2 separate regions of the Mus musculus genome follow, and region 2 is linked to region 1. Evidence: chromatin contacts called from public Hi-C data. All regions are on one chromosome and are shown on one strand. Each heading gives the region's core, a stretch centred on a gene start, on an enhancer-like site or on the middle of the called end of the contact. The rest is flanking DNA. Distances are from core to core; before and after follow the strand shown. Region 1 overlaps Acoxl (acyl-Coenzyme A oxidase-like). Region 2 has its middle 3.5 kb from the start of Gm39928.

Region 1 (2,700 bases), core at 47-2,546:
CATCAGCAGAGAGAGAGGGAAAGTCACATAGAGAAGACTCAGCACTATTTTTCTTCTCAGCATTTGGGATTTACAATAAGTTAAAAATGAAGTTTTTATCTCTGGTGATTTATCAAGCTTGAGATCTCACAAAAGATAAACAGATGCTCCAAAGAAAGAATACATCATCTTAATGTTTCATTTTGACACTTTGGGTATCTAAAAAGCACATATCTCCAATAGCTCTCTAAAAACATAATAGTTTCCATGATTTACACATTTAATATTTGTTTTAAGACACCCTGAACTGAGAATATGTCAGGAGGGGCCTCTGAAGACAATGGTCAGACTCGAAACACACGGATTATTTATAGACCAGAACTCGAGGGCTGAAAGAAAATCTGGTTGTCAACAGACAGTTGCTTTTGCAATTTTTTTTTTCTGTGTAGTTCATTTTGGTTTTTGTGTGGGTGGCTCATGTGAACTCAAAGGTTATTTGCTAAATGTTTTGGAGACTAGAATATGCTGCCCTTTAAAACTCATGTTTAAGTGTGTGCTCCTTGCAAATATTTCTAAATTTACAGTGCCCTATGGGGCAATGCTTTTTAAGAAATATATAACATCATATCCAGAAGTGCCATGATAAGGCAAGAATTTGTGCAACATCTATTTTTTTAATTAAGATATTTTTTGTTAGATATTTTCTTCATATACCTTTCAAATACTATCCCCAAAGCCCCCATACCCTCCCAATATCTATTTTTTATTGATGGTGTAGAAGGTCTTAATCTTTTTTTTAAAAAAGATTTTGAATTATTTTGTATGCATTTGTACATGTATGCATGTGTGCCTGTGTGTGCCCATGAGTGCATACATGCATGTTGCAGCCAGAGGTTGATGTCAAGTGTCATCTCCTATGGCTGATCACCTTAGTTTTTGTCCCTACACTTGGGATCACTGCTTGGGCTAGATTGGCTGACCAAGAAACTCCAAAGCTCTTATTCTTAATCCTGACGCTCATGGACACAAGCCTACCTATTCTGTTTTACTCTCTCACATTTTCTCCACCCACATGGGTACTCAGGGAATCTTATTTTGAGATGACTTACTGTTCCTTCCCCTTGTCCTCCCCCCTCCCCCATACACACTACATGTTTACTTATAGTCAGCTCAGAATGCTGACATAGATCTTTGCAGTTTACTGTACAAGTTATAATTGTTAAATCACATGGTGAGAAACAAAGGGGTAGGAACTTATTTCCAAACCAGGGAGGGTAAATTCCTGTTGCCCTTTCAGTGATTCTGAGCAGCCAGACTACCATGTGATCCAGATGTACCACTCCTGGGCATGTGCACAAAGGACTCCACAGACACTTGCTCAGCCTTATGCAGTGCTGTTCTATTCACAACAGCTAGGAAATAGGAACAACCTAATAGCCTTAGACAGACAAGAGGTAAATGAAAATGTACATATACTCTATAGAATATTACTCAGTGGTAAAGAAAATTGAAGTCACGACCTTTGGCAGTACATGGATGGAACTAGAAACGAACACATTAAATGAGGTAACCCAGACCCAGATAGACAAACATCACATGGATTCTCTCATCTGGAGCTTCTAGTTCCAGATCTTCAGATGTGCATGCATAGTCTGGAGTAACTGCAATACTCAGGAAAATAAGGTACCATTGACATGGTGGGGCCTGGGGGGAGCAATAGAGAGGAGAATAGTGGAGTACATGTGATCTGATCAGGAAAATGGAAAAGGGGAAGCTAATGGGAGCAGGGGTGGGGAGGAAGGTAACTACAGGAGGGTAGACTAGCAGTAAAGATGTCTGGAAAAAGCCAAAAGGAATCATAATATTAACTATCTACCTAAAAATACCTAAAATACCCTGAGTCATATAAGTATACATATGTAGTTCAAATGAACAATTTCCATCTGGACTGACAATGCTCTCTCCAAGAGCCTAAGACCATCTAACAGAAACCCTCACATCAGGCATGAAAAGCCCTCTTTTGAGCTGCTTGCTGGTCATGGTTGTCCAAGAGGGTCCCAAAACATTATAGACTACTGTTATTATCCTTGGTTGTCCCCCAGAGGTAGGCGGTAAGTCTCTATTAATAGAGACACCAGGCATTGCAGACACAGGGCCCAGATATCCCTGAGTTTGGAACTGACTTGAAATTCTCTTCAAGACTAGTTGAGGGCTAGTTTTCGTGGTACCAGAAGACACCATGAAAACTTCCAAAGGAGGGAAGCGACCCACAACCCTACCCGCTTTACCGTTTATGAGATATAACTACAGCCAGCCCAGTGTGATACGTCCAAGGGTGCAGTAGTGGCACACATGTCTGGCAGGAACCAACAACTCTCCAAATGGACTTACAACCCTCTCAACAAGAGGGAAATCATATCTGATACTAGAAGCCAGCTGGCTATGCAAGGCTAGTGAAGTCATAGATCTTGGAAGAGGCCTAACACCACCGCTTTACTTAACCCGCATAATCTCTAATTACATCCTAAATATTTGTCTTTATACACACATAAGTGTAGTCTCCAGCCTCATCAAGGAAATTTCCCTTTGCAACAGAGACCATTACAGAAAAGCACAACCAATCAAAATACAGAGTTCTTTTAAGAAGATATTTGTGCGTGCGTGTGCATGCATGTGTGTGTCTACATGTATGTCTGTGTGCCATATGTATGGAGATGACTT
Region 2 (2,700 bases), core at 9-2,508, 470 kb before region 1:
CCACCAATGAAAATGCATGGGCTACAGAACCTGAAAAGGGCCTGTGAACCTGGGCCAAGAAGAGCCTGTATCTTGGAGAAGGGCCTGTCTCCTGCCATCTACACTTCTTCCTTAGAGACTTGCAGCTATGACTCTTTAGCAGGAGTCACCAGGGTTGCCAACTCTCAGGGTGTAAGTGGGAACAACGCCAGCCTTGAAAGATGGCTGGGTCACCCATGGAAGGAGTTACAGAGACAAAGTTTGGAGCTGAGACAAAAGGATGGTCCATCTAGAGACTGCCATATCCAGGGATCCATCCCATAATTAGCCTCCAAGCGATGACACCATTGCATACACTAGCAAGCCTTTGTTGCAAGGACGGTGATATAGCTGTCCCTTGTGAGACTAGGCCGGGGCCTAGCAAACACAGAAGTGGATGCTCACAGTCAACTATTGGATGGATCACAGGGCCCCCAATGGAGGAGTTAGAGAAAGTACCCAAGGAGCTAAAGGGAACTGCAACCCTATAGGTGGAACAACATTATGAACTAACCAGTACCCCAGAGCTCTTGACTCTAGCTGCATATGTATCAAAAGATGACCTAGTCGGCCATCACTGGAAAGAGAGGCCCATTGGTCAGGCAATCGTTATATACCCCAGTACAGGGGAATGCCAGGGCCAAAAAATGGGAATGGGTGGGTAGGGGAGTGGGGGGGGGGGACTTTTGGGATAGCATTGGAAATGTAATTGAAGAAAATACGTAATAAAAAAAAAAAAAAGAAAAAAGAAAAAGAAAGATGGCTGGGGCCACAGGAGACAGCTGCTAGCAGGTCTTCGTGAGACTGCCTAGTCACGGGCTATACAGGTTAAAAACAGAGATGGGGGGCCAGGACACCCTGGTTTTTAACATATACTTGTTGCTTTGGCCCCATCTTCCAAACCTAAGTAGCATCTAGCCTTCTGTACTATGGGCAAGTTGAGGCCAGACAGTGGGAAATAGTGTGTCCTACCCTTGCCATCCCATGGCCTACCTTCCCCCAAGCAGCTGTCGCATGGCTGGAAAATTGTTGATTCTTGCCTTTCACCAAACCTGCATGAGGCTTGGTTGGCATGTTGGCAGAGAGAGCCTACAAATGCTCCTAGTATGCATGGCCCAGCCACATCTCCCGCATTTTAGAATGAATAAACCTCTTGTTGAGATGCCACCCTAGCTTGGATCACTCTGTGCTAAGCCCAGGGATCTGACCCTTGTGGAATTCCCCGGATGTTAGGGTGTGGCAGTCTCCTGAGACATTTCAGGACAATGGGGTTGTGAAAAGTTCCGAAAAAGCTGCCAACACTCAGATTCTAGCTCTGACCATGATTGAAGTTCTAAAGCTCTCTGAAGCTAGGGTTCCTCAGGAGGGATAACAATAGGAAGCAAGTTACCAGGTTGCTGGGTATGAGATGAATTCATTCTTACAGAATTAGCTCAGCACCAGACGGGCTCAGGAGTCATTCACATCCCTGGATAGGGCGTAGCCTTGACCTACTTCTCCTTCTCAGAGGGAAGCAGGCTTAGTGGGCCCCTTCTCCTTGTTGGTTACACAGAGATTTCCTTTAAATCCTTTAAGTGCAGTGTTTACTATGAGGGAACTGATTTGGATCAGTTGCTGGACTTCACAAACACATCGATGATAGATGTGTCTGTCTGTTGAGCAAGAACTTCTGGGGTGGGGCCTCCACTGGCTGGTTCTATATGGGGGTCAGATATTTCAGAGTCCTAAATGAAGCCAGCTTGTGCCCAGTGTAGTTACCTTTCTTACTGCTCTGGCAAAATACCTGACAAGGCAGTTTTGGGAGTGAAGCATTTATTGTGGTTCATGGTTTAATAAGGGACACAGTCCATCAACAGGAATCTGAGGAGACACACCACACTGTCTTGGCAGCCCTGTAGCAGAGAGTAGTCAGGAAGTGAGTGGGTCCCCCCACCAGTGAATCACTTCCTCCAGGAAGGCTCTACCTCCTAGGCTCTACAACCTTCCTCCGGAACAATGCTACCAGCTGGGGATCAAGTGTTCAAACACTTGAACCTGTGTGGGACATTTTGAGTTCAAGCCGTAATGGGCTCCTTCTGAGTTAAAGCTTGCCTGAGCTGGGCAATGCAGCCCTGCCAGTGGATGAGTGGTGGTTAGGACTCGCCTAAGGGTTCTTGTGACCTGGCCCAGCACCTCCTACCTGGGATGGGACCCTCCCCCGCCTCCTGCTTTGAACATTCTCCTTAAGTGCTGGGCTGGGGTGAGGATTTACTCACGTGCCCTGTCCTGTTCCCTCTCCCATGTGCTGACTCACCTGTGGTTTCAGTTCCCAGAACCTCTTGTGCTGTGTTTTGGTTGCGGGAGTCATGTGTGCACCTTGCCTCTTCCCACGGCTGAGGCTGAGCCCGAGCCTGGCCTTACTCCTGTTACCACATCCAGACCTTCCCAGAAAACATTGCAAGCATACACCATGCAATTTTCTAACTCGTGAGAAAAGAAGTAGAGAGTGACGTGCCATGCCGTCCATTTTTAGTTCAACAAAAATGACATACCCAAACCAACTTCTTGCTTAGCTTACCTTCTAGAAACGTTCAGAAACCTTGAGATCCACTGGTAGCATCCATCTCTAGCCTCTGCCCTGCAAGCCAGGCCCCTGACACAGGCTGTCCATCTCTCCCAACCACAGCGCTGGTCTCCCAGGGC

The links. Hi-C and Micro-C count contacts between places; a contact is called where the count stands out from the background.
Region 2: a Hi-C map of bone marrow-derived macrophages shows a contact between it and region 1, with 16 read pairs. The contact joins two enhancer-like sites. A contact is called at or near these places in 8 of 39 promoter capture datasets (the HPC-7 cell line, cranial neural crest, liver and 4 more), 3 of 484 Hi-C or Micro-C datasets (LSK cells, bone marrow-derived macrophages and embryonic stem cells), 7 of 115 datasets of contacts at active chromatin or transcription factors (T-cell acute lymphoblastic leukemia, Th17 cells, kidney and 4 more) and 1 of 9 other capture datasets (embryonic stem cells).

What each region holds. Positions count from the first base shown.
Region 1 is chr2:128,081,302-128,084,001 of GRCm38.p6, reverse strand. The region is part of intron 15 of Acoxl (acyl-Coenzyme A oxidase-like); the gene reads right to left. Among named protein-coding and RNA genes, the nearest start is that of Bcl2l11, 43 kb to the left of the region's middle. Within about 2 kb of position 1,296, at least 2 of the 459 cell types and tissues checked have an H3K27ac peak or open chromatin away from gene starts, as enhancers often do. A contact at or near this core is called in bone marrow-derived macrophages, where this site is marked.
Region 2 is chr2:128,551,844-128,554,543 of GRCm38.p6, reverse strand. No RefSeq gene overlaps it. Among named protein-coding and RNA genes, the nearest start is that of Gm39928, 3.5 kb to the right of the region's middle. Within about 2 kb of position 1,258, at least 26 of the 459 cell types and tissues checked have an H3K27ac peak or open chromatin away from gene starts, as enhancers often do. A contact at or near this core is called in bone marrow-derived macrophages, where this site is marked.